Regions from separate parts of the Ovis aries genome. Here region 1 is linked to region 2. A link is a contact called in public Hi-C data. All regions are on one chromosome and are shown on one strand. The core of a region is the stretch at or near the end of the contact, and the rest is flanking DNA. Distances in the headings are between cores, read along the strand shown. Region 1 has its middle 21 kb from the start of NYX. Region 2 holds the start of DDX3X (DEAD-box helicase 3 X-linked).

The links. Hi-C and Micro-C count contacts between places; a contact is called where the count stands out from the background.
Region 1: a contact with region 2 is called in a Hi-C map of hypothalamus, with 7 times the contacts expected there. The contact joins the enhancer-like site here to the promoter of DDX3X in region 2. A contact is called at or near these places in 8 of 16 Hi-C or Micro-C datasets (blood, hypothalamus, liver and 3 more).

What each region holds. Positions count from the first base shown.
Region 1 is chrX:40,652,994-40,659,347 of ARS-UI_Ramb_v3.0, forward strand. No RefSeq gene overlaps it. Among named protein-coding and RNA genes, the nearest start is that of NYX, 21 kb to the right of the region's middle. Within about 2 kb of position 4,463, at least 41 of the 54 cell types and tissues checked have an H3K27ac peak or open chromatin away from gene starts, as enhancers often do. A contact at or near this core is called in hypothalamus and liver, where this site is marked.
Region 2 is chrX:40,559,601-40,565,270 of ARS-UI_Ramb_v3.0, forward strand. DDX3X (DEAD-box helicase 3 X-linked) reads left to right here and starts at 4,079. Exons shown (of 17, transcript XM_060407509.1): 1 at 4,079-4,216. The coding sequence starts at 4,172.

The sequences.
Region 1 (6,354 bases), core at 3,213-5,712, 94 kb after region 2:
CTGGGACCACCTGGGAATGAGACAAAGAGAAAGCCAGACTGCTCAGCATAAGAAAAGCCTGAGAATCTGGGGTGAGTTTGCTCTGGAGAGGAACAAAGAAGGGGGAGATGGCCCACAAAGTGACTGGAGGTGGAGCTAAGTGGGAGAGAGGCCCAGGGAAGGGAAAGGGCCCTTGGTGGGGAAAGGGGTATGGAGTGAAGGGAAGAAGTATTAGGGGAACCATTAACTAAAACCACTGCCCTCGCCAGGCAGCATGAAAGTGAAAAGGGGCTTCCCTGTTGGCTCAGACGGTAAAGAATCTGCTTGCAATGCAGGAGACCTGGGTTTGATCCCTGGGTCGGGAAGATCCCTTGGAAAAAGGAATGGCAGCTCACTCCAATATTCTTGCCTGGAGAATTCCATGGACAGAGGAGCCTGGTGGGCTACAGTCCACCGGGTCACAAACAGTTGGCCAGGCACCATAGTAACAATTTGCATGAATTATCTTAAACTGGAGGCCCTCCTGGTAAGGAATGCGGAATTAACAAGCTACCACCAACCGGAAGAGTTTAGGAAAGGTCTTAGGAAAGGTTGAAAGGAGAGATGAGATGCTAATCCATATGTCCTACGAATTTCCCAGAATCCTTCTTGCTGGAATCCATCTTGACTGAGCAATGCACGCACCTGAGTCAGAATGACTGGCCAGAGATAACCCAGAAACTAACCCCATCACCATAAAACCTGAGACGCAAGCGATAGTGGCAGAGCACTATCCTGAGTTCCCTTACCCCGCTGCTCTCCACCTGGGAGCTCCTTCCCAATAAAGTCTCTTGCTTTGTCAGCACGTGTATCTCCTCAGACAATTCATTTCCGAGTGTTAGACAAGAGCTCACTCTCAGGCCCTGGAAGGGATCCCTCTTCCTTCTACAAGTGTATGAATGAGAGCCACCTACATTCTGTCTTAAACTCTCCAAGTCCTCAGCCAAAATCTGCTACACATTTACAACAGCCTTGAGTGGAGTTTTGGGGACATCAAAGACAAGGGGCTTTATTCCATGTTAGGGTTGACAGGGAGTGGAGAGAAAACAAGAGGTGAAGTGTGGGTGACAGAATTCTGAGCAAACCAGAAATCAGAATCAGAAGTCACTAGGTAAAATGTACCCCTCTCACCCCACTATCCATGAATCCCTGTAGGCATTGGAAAAGGACATGGGGCTTCCTATCACAGGGGAATTTGAGACCATTATATTAGAATTTCAAAAGAGCTGCATCACTGTAGCTGGTGTCTGCATTAGCAAATCGCTTGTCAGCTGCTTCCTAGAGGCTTTGGCATTTAATGGCTGAAAAGTTGCCCTCATCCCTTTCTAGGTGCCAAAAAACAGGACTCGGCTCCTCACCTCCTGGTGAAGACTTTAAAAAGTAGGTACACGTCTCTGGAGATCTCTTGGGAAGCAGTCAAGTCGATTTTTCCAAACTTGCAATCTCAGCATTTGATTTTGTTACTGCTGCCCTCCGGGTTTTGGCAGGCTTACCTAAAAAGATGGCTACTTTCAATGTTCATTTACTCTGTTTACAAAGAAAAAGGTTTCTGTTGCCAGCATGCTTTCGCTCAGATTTGGGGACTCTGTACTTATTTAATATGTTTTAAAAGTCTAATGAGGAGTTAGTAAGCATTTGGAAACTTTGCAGCTTTCAGGATGAAAGCAGCCATCTGTGGTTATGACATCATCACTGTTAATTACCCCTTCGCAAAAATCTGCCTGAATGGAGAAGAGGTGGGTGTGTCTATGTGGGTATTTAACGTGATGATTAAAATATATTAATGATAGTTTTCACTTCTCAAGCACCGTACATCTTAGGATCTCTAAAAGTGCTTCCACAGGCTTTAATTAGCTCTTATAACTCTACTAGGAAGAAGTAAAACAGCTCCATTTTACAAAAGAGGAAAGTGAAACACAAAGAGAAGGGTCCTGTTTGAGAGTAGAATAAAGCCGCTTCCTTGCAGTTCAGCAGTGAAGCTCAACCTTTCTCCTTTGCTTGACCAAGAACTTACACCCACAAGCTTTAGGTGAGAAACACAAAATGGTTCCCATCTTGACGCGCTAGACACTTGAACCAAAACAGAACATTTGGGAGTTCAATATTACTTATTATAAGCTGCCTCCTAAGGTTATCTAAACAAACGAAAAACCCAAGAAAACCAAAAATCAAAGGGATTATACAGCTCAGAAGTTCTGAGTCTCAGTTTCCTCCATAGTTTAACCATTTTGAATTCTGGGTTATGTATGAAACTGTGCTAGATCAGAAAAGGAAGCCATAATTGCCAATTATTCCATGTTTTATAGATTGTTTTCATTTTCAATGAAGGAAATGTAGGGAAGTTGATAGGAATGCATAGAAGGAAATGTAGAGAAAAATGCAAAATTTTCTTCCCACCAGATATATTTATCTGTATATCTGAAAAGAGCCAAATGAAGAGCATACTTTTTAAAAGCTATTATGAAAAAATTTCAAACACACGCAAAAGTAGAGACACCCCCGTGTATTCATTACTCAGTTTCCACACTTATCAACTTTCTGCTATTTTTATTTCAATTCTCCCCCGCCACTTGTTTTGTGGGAGTATTTCAAAGCAAATCCCAGATATCCTATTTCACCATAAATACTTCTATATTTTTTCCTAATGTATAAGAATTTAAAAAATAGAACCATAATGCCATTATCACACCCAACAGAAAAGTAATTCTTTAATATTATATAATAGTCTGTATTCAGTTTCTACTGATTGTTTGAAAATTGTCCCAAAATTGCATTGACTACTATCTCCTTTTCATTTTTGGCCGTACCCCACAGCTTGGAGGAATCTCAGTTCCCCAACCAGGGATTGAACCCCGGGCCATGGCAGTGAAAGCCCAGAATCCTAACCACTAGACCAGCAGGGAACTTCCATTGACTATTATCTCTTAAGTCTCTTTTACTTAACAGGTCTCCCTTCTTTTCCTTTGTTCCCCCTCTCCATTAATTTATTGGGAAAACTGGCTCATTTCTCCTGTCGAACTTTCCACAGTCTATATATTTAGCTTATTGTATCTTTGGAGTCTTTTAACATACTTCTCCATCCTTCACATTCCTTTAAATGGTAGCTAGATCTGAAGGCTTGATTAGCTTCAGGTTCTTTTTTTCTGTTCCAAACTTCAGTGGTAGAGCTGTGTATTTTCTATTATATCATATCAAAAGGTCCCTAATGTCTGGGGGGCATTTGGGGGAATGTTTGAGAAGGATCCGTAGGATGCATGATTTCATTGCAATATAGTGATTTCCTCCTTCTATCACTTCTGCATTTATTAGCTGTGATTCTTTTATAAAGGAAACATATTCTCCCATCAACTAGCATATTTGGTTATCCTGAAATACAGCCCATAAAAGAAAAGGCAAGATAAATGCTTGATTCTTTCCCTTTAGTTATCACCTTGGAGAAAAACGCCCTAGTAACTTCCAAAGTCAGGATTTAACAAAACTGTTTATTTCATTTTACAGTCACTATTCTTATTGGCCCATCTTTGGCCAGTGGAACCACTCAACTTTCCTTCTACTCAAATATTTCTGATGCCTTGTCTTCTGAAATAATGAGATGTTCCAGGATCATGTACTTTGCCTGCCCCAGACCTGCAAACAGACTCCTTCAAGGAGCTCTGGCCCCTTTTACTGGGAAATGAAGAGATCTACTTTTTGATGGCAACCCACTCCAGTACTATTGCCTGGAAAATCCCATGGACGGAGGAGCCTGATAAGACTACAGTCCATGGGGTCGCAAAGAGTTGGACACAACTGAGCGACTTCACTTTCTGATGCAATGTAAAAGAGGCTCCAAGGAGGTGTATCTTTGGGCAGTGGGCAGCATTTGCTGAGTGATACAGCAGGAAGGGATCCTGAGCCAGCTCTTATTTACAGATGAGCAAACACGGTACCAGGCACCATCAGAGTTACAAGGCGGGGTCAGGAGGGCAAGGCTCTGGAGACCTTCCTCAGGGTGTGACCTTTGACAAGTCAAGCCCTCGCCCTGGCATCCCTTCCAGCCGGATATTCTGCGGCTCCAGGTGCATGACTAACGTTTCCGGCACAGACGCGCCCTGGGACTTTCCCGGGCCCCCACCCCGCCTCGCCGAGCTGGTGAGAGTGGCCCGCGGGGGCGCGGGGCCGAGGAGTGGGAGCCGCCCTGCCCGGAACCGGAGCCTCAGCGCCCCCTGGCGACTGCAGTGGATGGGGCGGGGCTTGGCGGGGGCGGGGCTCAGCGCCCGGCGGCTCCGCCTCTTCGTTCCCGGAGGGGTGGGGGTTGGGCCGGTGGTTGCGGGCGGGAGCTGTAGAGGTTTCGCAAGGACGTGACCTTAAGGGGAAAAAACCCCCACCGTGTCACGAGTGGTTGCTAACCGAGGTTAGCGAGCTGAACTAGTTCTCCAACGCCCGGGGAGGGAGGGATGGAAGGAGGGACTAGGCCGAAACGTCCAGACATGTGACTCGCTGCCTACTTGCACCTCCATTAGAGCGGTGGCACGCCCTCCGCCCTGGGGAGGATAGAAAGGCGTGCGAGCACCCTGACTATGTCTGGGCCTGCAGTTGGGGCGACGTCAGTCCACCGGCAGTCAGCAGAATGAAGGCACAGTTTCCTCTGCTCCTCCCCTCCCCCCAATTCCAGAACCGCGGCCCCTGAGCACAGGCTGATCTAACTAACCAAGCCCCTAAGAGCTGAGTTTCCATTGGAAAATTGGAAGTGAGAGGAAGTAGGCTGATTTGCTCAAAGAGAACAAAGGAGTTAAATGCTGGAGCCGTAGAAAGGTTTCAGCGGAGGCAGTTTAGAGGTGCCTGGGGAGAAGGGGAGTGGCTCCCTCCTCTTTTCCCCCTTCCCCGAGCACAGGAGTGGCCAGGGGGATGGGGATCCATGGCATTCCAGTCTCACTAGGGTGCCAGAATAACCCAGGGACTGGGAGGCAGGAGGACTGGGTCCTAGTTCCACCTCCCCTTCACTGTCACCCCGGGGAGCAGGTCACTTAACCTTTGTGGGCCTCAGTTTACTTACTTGAAGAATACTGGTCTGGACTAGATTATGGAATAGTTTCAAGTACTGTAAGGCATAGGAAGCGGGGTTATCTGTCCTGAGACCACAGAATAAGTCAGAGAAAAAGCTGGGGTCGGGCCAAGGCTGTCGTGTGCCCCAGTCTTTTTCTATAGTTGTCGTGTTCCCCCAATTCTCACATGGGCTTTATTAGCAGACATTTGTGCACCACTACCTGGGACGTGGTGGCAGAGAGAGTTCCCCTGCTCAAGGGCTGTGGCATGGTTTCCCTCTTCTTCCTTGCCTGTGTCCATTGCACACCACAAGGGCCCTTTCACACATTAAGTGTCCATTAAGTCCATTTAGTGAAAGTTGCTCTTTGTGACCCCATGGACTATACAGTCCATGGAATTCTCTAGGCCAGAATACTGGAGTAGGTAGCCTTTCCCTTCTCCAGGGGATCTTCCCAACCCAGGGATTGAATCCAGGTCTCCTGAATTGCAGGCGGATTCGTTACCAGCTGAGCCACAAGAGAAGCCCTATCTCACACATGTCCTCAAGTAAACGGCTGCTGTTTAAGGGGTCACTGCTTGAGTGTGCACAGTGGTGGTACAGACTACCCCCAGAAGGATAGACTAACAAAATCGGGTTCAGAATCTGTTGGGCACGGAGTCCTGAGGTCCCAGGTACCCAGAATCTTGTGCCCATGTGCCTGGCACCTTGACTCCTGGTCCTTCATCTTGCCCAGTCTGAGGGTGGTAACTGTCAGATGTTATGGCGGTGGGACCATACCACAGCCCTGGACCACTGAAACAGTACAAAGGTCAGGGCTGATGCCTGTGAGCAAGGAGGGAGGGTGCCAAGAGGGTCTCATCTCTTAGAGGAGGTGGTGACTTGTGCTAAGCCTGTGGGAAGGCTGTGGTTTCAGCGGGTGGAGAAGTTCAGAAAGAAAGGAGCAAAGGCCTTGAGGACCGGCCATCCAGGGTCGGAATGTCTGTGAACTGTGACCATGGTGTAGAAAGCGGGAGGCAAATCTGTGTTCTCAGAACAACAGGCTTCGCCTCCAAGTATCACTGCACAATGGAGGGTGAGGCCACCAGCTGTGGAGTCCCTGAGGGGCAGCCTCACCCATCAGAGGAGGGTGAGACCTTACAGCCCATCCCAGGGCAGCTCTGCATAGAGCAAAAGTCCTGATACCCCTTCCTGTACCATGCCTCCTTGGTCATCAGCATTTCTTTCCTTTTTTTAATTTAAAGATTTTTAAAAAATGTGGACCATTTTAAAAGTCAATATTGAATTTGGTACAATATTGCTTCTGTTTTATG
Region 2 (5,670 bases), core at 2,829-5,328:
TCACCTGGCATTGGAAGCTTAACCAGTTGTATCTGAAGCCACAAACAAACAAACAAACAAGCACTCAAAAAGGCAATGACACTTTAAAACATAAAAGGAGACTCACTAGGCAACAGCTTTAACTCTACACCTATAATTATCGTTCCGATTACAGGGGAGTTCTGCCCTCCTTGAACTTTATTCACCATCCACACTAAAGGGAAGTGTGGGTCAGTTGGACCCAAAAGGCCTCCTGGACCTTGCAGAAAAATGACTGGCAATCATGAGGTTGATTAAAGGCTCTGAGGTTTCTGTCTCCTGGAATTCCTCTTATTACTGCTTTTCTTCAAGTTGCAGACTACTGTAATTATCTTTCTGTGAGGTTTTAGGCTACTTGGACATTTTATTTTATTTGCATCACGATAATGTGATTTCAGTCTATGTTAGTCTCAGAGAGTGGTGATGAAATTTTCCTAAAGCCGTGTGTGGAAGCAAAATAATGGATGTAACATGTCCCATATGTTGCTGAAGCCGAATATCTGTACTGTTCATTCATCTTTAACATCTATTGGGCCTCTGTGTGTACCACACCTTGTGCAGTCCTGGGGTGGGACAAGTTCCTTTCCCTCCGTGGGCTCACACCCAACTGCAGTACAACACAGTGAGTGTTACAGTGGAGACTTGAACAGCGAGTGCTCTTGGAGCCCAGCAACCTACTCTGCTGGGGTAGTTGAGACAATGGAGAGAGAGATATAGACATATTCTCACTCCTTTCATGCGTGAGCCCTTGAATCCCAACCATGTTTTGAGGCAGAAACTAAACTATTTTTATTATAACTTTATAGACAAAGAACCTGAGGCTCTAAGATGTCAAGTAAGTTACCCCCAGTCACACAGCTTGTAAGCAGTAGAATGGCAGGCGATCTGCTCCCGATGGAGGGGTGAGGAGGGGACAAGAGTCGGGGTGGTGCAAATAGTATATTTGTTTCAGTATGGGTGCTCATCTTAACAATGCCTGGGAATGCGGCTTAATAATGCCCGGGAATGTAAGAAAAGGAACTTGTGAAAAAAGTTTCTTTGGCTTCAGCTTTTCCTAACTATTTTTAGGTCCCTTCAAATAAAATTCACAAAGAAGGGCCTTGTGACGGGACTTCCCTGGTGGTCCAGGTCCAGTGGTTAAGACGCCTCATTTTCACTGCAGAGGGTGCAAGTTCCATCCCCGGTTGGGGAATTAAGATCCAGCGAACCGCACAGTGTGGCCAAACAAAAATAAAACCTACAAAAAGGGCCTAATGGAAAAGGTATTCAAATACTTGCTTAGAGGTAAAGTTATTCCGAGTGTTGTGAAAGTTGGCTCATTTAGCTACCTCAAGCGCGCCATCCTTTTTCAGAACGAATGCGTTTGAAAACAAAGCTTTATGTTTACTTTGCTTCCTTTCCAAATTGATATTCCAATGCTAAACAAATTGATTAACAAAACATGCCACTGGTTTGAACTGAGAATGCCTATGAGCAGGGGTTAATTGAAAACGGGAAACGGCTATATATTTTAATTCTTTTAGATACTCCCATGGCAGTACCCTTTAATTGGCTCTACTTAAAAGCAGAACCTGGGTACTCAGAACATCCCATCGTTGCTATATGCAGTTTGAACTGTCGGAACTCTGGGCTTTTAAATCTTTACTCTGGTCCATACGAAAAGGAAGCAAAACCAAGTGAAAACTCACCTCACCCGTGCTTGTAGGGCTGAAAGGGACCTTAATGATCATTATTAAGCTTAATAGTTCTCAAGGGGGCATTGTGAAAAATAATTTTAAAAAATTATATATGTATAGGGTGTTGCAATGATTGGCAAGGGCTACTAAAGTTAGTGAGCAGAGACCAGGTTTGCTAGATACTCTAGCGATATCTGAAGAGTTCAATATCTGACAGTTCAAATCTGAACTGTCCCATACAGAGAAAAATTGACTCAATGGAAAAAAACAGTTCATCATGATATAAGCTTAGAACACACACTATATTTTACCTATAAACAAAAATATTTTACCCAGTTTCGATATACACTGAATTCTAGGAATAAAACTATCACTTGAGGGAAGACTATTGTGTTTTTGTTTCAAACATTACCAAGAGTTTGCCATTTTGGAAACTAAGGTCACCAATGTAACATTGTTTATGGTACTTGAATTGTAAAAACACTTTTTTCAGTTTGCATTTGTGACTGCGCTAGGCAGGTATCTATCATCATTTAGTGCCCCTGTGTGGGAGCATTCATATATTAAAATATATTGCTTTATTATAATTATTTTGCTTTTATTCTCGTTATGTCGTGTTTTTTGAAATTGTGTGTTGTTAGGTTACGTTATCTGTGGTGTACTATTTCAGTATGGTTAAAGGGGACATTACCAAATAGTTGTTATAAAAAGGAATCTGGTCTTTCGCGGGGTCACGTAGTCCACCTCCTTTTATAGAGGAAATCGAAACCTAAAGCAGTTAAGCAACTTGCCCAGGACAGAAGTGTTATTTTATCTCCCTATCTCGTTAGAATTTGTTTCATTTTTAAAAATTGGAAGAGAAAAGCAAAGTGGTAAAGTACGTGATGTGAACGAGCTGTTTGAATTCTGGCAGCAGCAGATCCTTTGGGGGATGGTTGGAAACCCTGTATATTATTTAATTCTGTCAGGCTGAGGGTCAGAAAAGAGAGAAAAACGTTTCTAAAAACCATATATGTGCCGCCGCTCGCTTAAAGCCAGGGATTCACTAGTCAACACATTTTCTTCTATTTAAGGTTCTGTGGCACTGAGGTTGGGACCGGAGGTCGCCTGCTTAGGAGGGGGGAGCATAAGGGGTGCCTCCGACCCATTCCGGCAATTCCCCATTCACCGCAGTGGCCCGGGGTCACCCTGAACCCAGGCCGATGATGCGGTAGACTTTCTTCGGCAGGCCCAGATTGCGCCCAACCACAAACGCCTCCGACTCCCTAGGAGAACGGCTCTCCATCCCGAGTCCTCTGGCTTTGAGGGAAGCAGCACCGCGCCGGTGGTGGCCATCGGCCCTGAGCCGCTGGACGCCCCACAATAGGAAACCTGCGGCCTAACGGAGCTGTGGTGCCGGCGAAGGGCGGGGGTCCCAAGAGGGTGCGCTACCTCCCGCTCGTGTTCAGCCCGATTGTCTCATTGTTTCTTAACTGCGGGGAGCGGGGACGCGCGCGCTAGAGCGCGCTCTCTTGGTGGGGGAGTCGGAGGTGTGTGTGGGAACCAAGGGGCTATGGCATTCCTAGGCGGCGCACCCGCTGCCTAGGCAACTAGTGTCCCACCACCCGCGCGCGCCGCCAGCGCCCCTCCACTTCTCCCTCCCCCCCACGCCCCATCACCATCACGCCCTCTTCCCTCCTCCTTCCTCTCTTTTCCCCCTCCCCCCTTCTCCTCTTCCCGTCTCCTCCCTCCCTCTTTCCCCTCCTCCCCCCGATTCCGAGCACTCTATTTAAAACCACGGTTTCCTGCTCCACAAAATGGCCTCCGCATTTGGCACCTGCGGTCACGTGACCCGCTGTCCCCTGGGCTTCGGGCCCCTCATTGCCAAACTTGGATTTCGGGGCTTCTGCCCGGGAAAATACATGGGCTGATTAGTTTGGAGAAATCGCACAACCTTTCAAAGTCTAGGGGACGGAGAGAGAAGGAAAGAGTGCTCCCTAGAAAGAAAGGAACAGTGAAAACTGAGGAGGTTGGGAAAAAAAGGGGAAAAAGGTCTAGATTATATTTTAAGGTCTCACAGCTGGCGGAAAACGGGAGGGGATGAGGTCTCGCGAGATCTCGAGACCTCCCAGTCCTGAGAAAAGGTAATAGCGGAGGACAGGGGAAGTGGCACTCAAGCGATCTAGGACAGCATTTAGCGCTGAGTGCCAAGGTAGGACGACGAGGCGCAGACGCCACCGACTAGGAAATCCCGCGAGGTTAGGACTAAACGAGCGCGCAGTAGCTAGGCAAAAGTCGTAGCGGCGGGAGGAGTGCGGGTGTGAGAGGGAGGGCACACGTCGTACGTGCTGACGTAGCAGTCACTTGAGCGGGTATATTAGATCCGTGGCCGCGCCGTGCATTTCAGAGCCGCAGTTCTCCCGTGAGAGGACCTTCGCGGTGAACCCAACACATTAGCTCAGCAGCGGAAGACTCCGAGTTCTCGGTACTCTTCAGGGATGAGTCATGTGGCGGTGGAAAATGCGCTCGGGCTGGACCAGCAGGTGAGCCGCAAGGAGCCTACCGGGATTGTTGCTGCAGGAATCCCTCCCCCGATCTAACCTGGTTTGTGGCGCAGTGCTACCTGGTACCCTCAGTTCCCATTTTCTGGGTCCCTCAGGCTAGCGAGTGTCAGTGTCCCGGGGCTGTGGGGGAACGGGAAGGTGACCGGAATGCTGATTGTGGCTGTCGCAGGGGCCCCAGCTTGGCCGGCGGTATTGTCCCCGGGCAGAGCACAATGGCGGCTTTTGTGTGTGCGTGCGCAGGCGGGCGGAGGGGGAGGGGGCGCGCGTTCTCGCGGAGGCGCGCACGCGCGAACCTCGACTTGACTTGTGACCCATGGGTGTTGCGGGGGGGGGAGGGGCGCGGCGCGGAGGTTCGCGAAAGGGGACCTTTATGGCCCTGAGAGTTCGGGCGTGCGCGGCTCGGATTCTTGTCGGAGACCCAGGCGGCGTTGGCGTGTCTGTGTGTGCACGCGCGTGTGAGCGGGCGGTGGAAAGCGGCCCTGGAATGTGGGAGGGGGCGGTGCGGGGGGTGGCCTTCGCTCGGGGTAATGGCGGCGGCCTCCTTTGTGTGGTGTCGGGTGGCTGGGCGGCGCTGCGCCCCCCGAACGGGGGAAGACGGGCCGCCGAGGGCCCGGAAACAGGGATGGATGGGCATCTTGTTCTTCCTGGGCTTCCTTCCCCGGGGCTTTTTTTTCGTTCCAGCCCGGTTTCCGCAGCCTCGGGTCCGTGGCCCGCGAGGCCGCGTTTCCGGAGTGGAAAGTTTTGTGACGCAGAAGATTCGAGGAGGAGTGGGGGGGGGGAGGGATGGAGAGGAGGGAGGAATGGGCCGCTGCGTGCGCGGTGGCGCCGGGCTCTGGAGATCGAGGTGGAACGCGGCGAGGAGGTTAGCGACCCGGCACGGCCGGCTCCGCCTCACGTGGTCGCAATAGTGAGTGTGGAGGTTTTCTTCCGAGCCACGCGTCGTTTTGGGAGGTACCACGGAGTGTACCAGTGTCCTCAGGTTGGGGACGTTTGGTGCGGGGCTCGGCCTGGGAAAAAACGCCAGGAATGTGGCTTGGGAAGAAATAAGGAATTTTGTTGGTGACTTGTTGCTGCTTGTGGACTGAAAATTTCGAAATCAGTCAGGGGCCCCGGGTTTGTCTTAATTGGAGCCCCTCTTGTAAGGGTTTAGAGGTAGAGGACGGGAGGGCGCGTGATCGCAGAGGAGGGGTTCTGGGCGGAGATGGCAGAAGTCTGCATCCCTCAGCAACAGTGGCACCACGCTTCAGAGAAGCTCTTCAATCGATGTTTTGTTGCTTTTAAGTAAACTTCTGCTTATCGCGAGCTCCAGAATTCTGAAACGAACTTGAGTGACACAAATGAATTGTTAATAGATTTTCAGTCGTGTATAGTGTTTTATAGGAACTCGGCTATCTGTTTGGGGGAGAGCATTTTTTCCATTAATGAATCGGAAT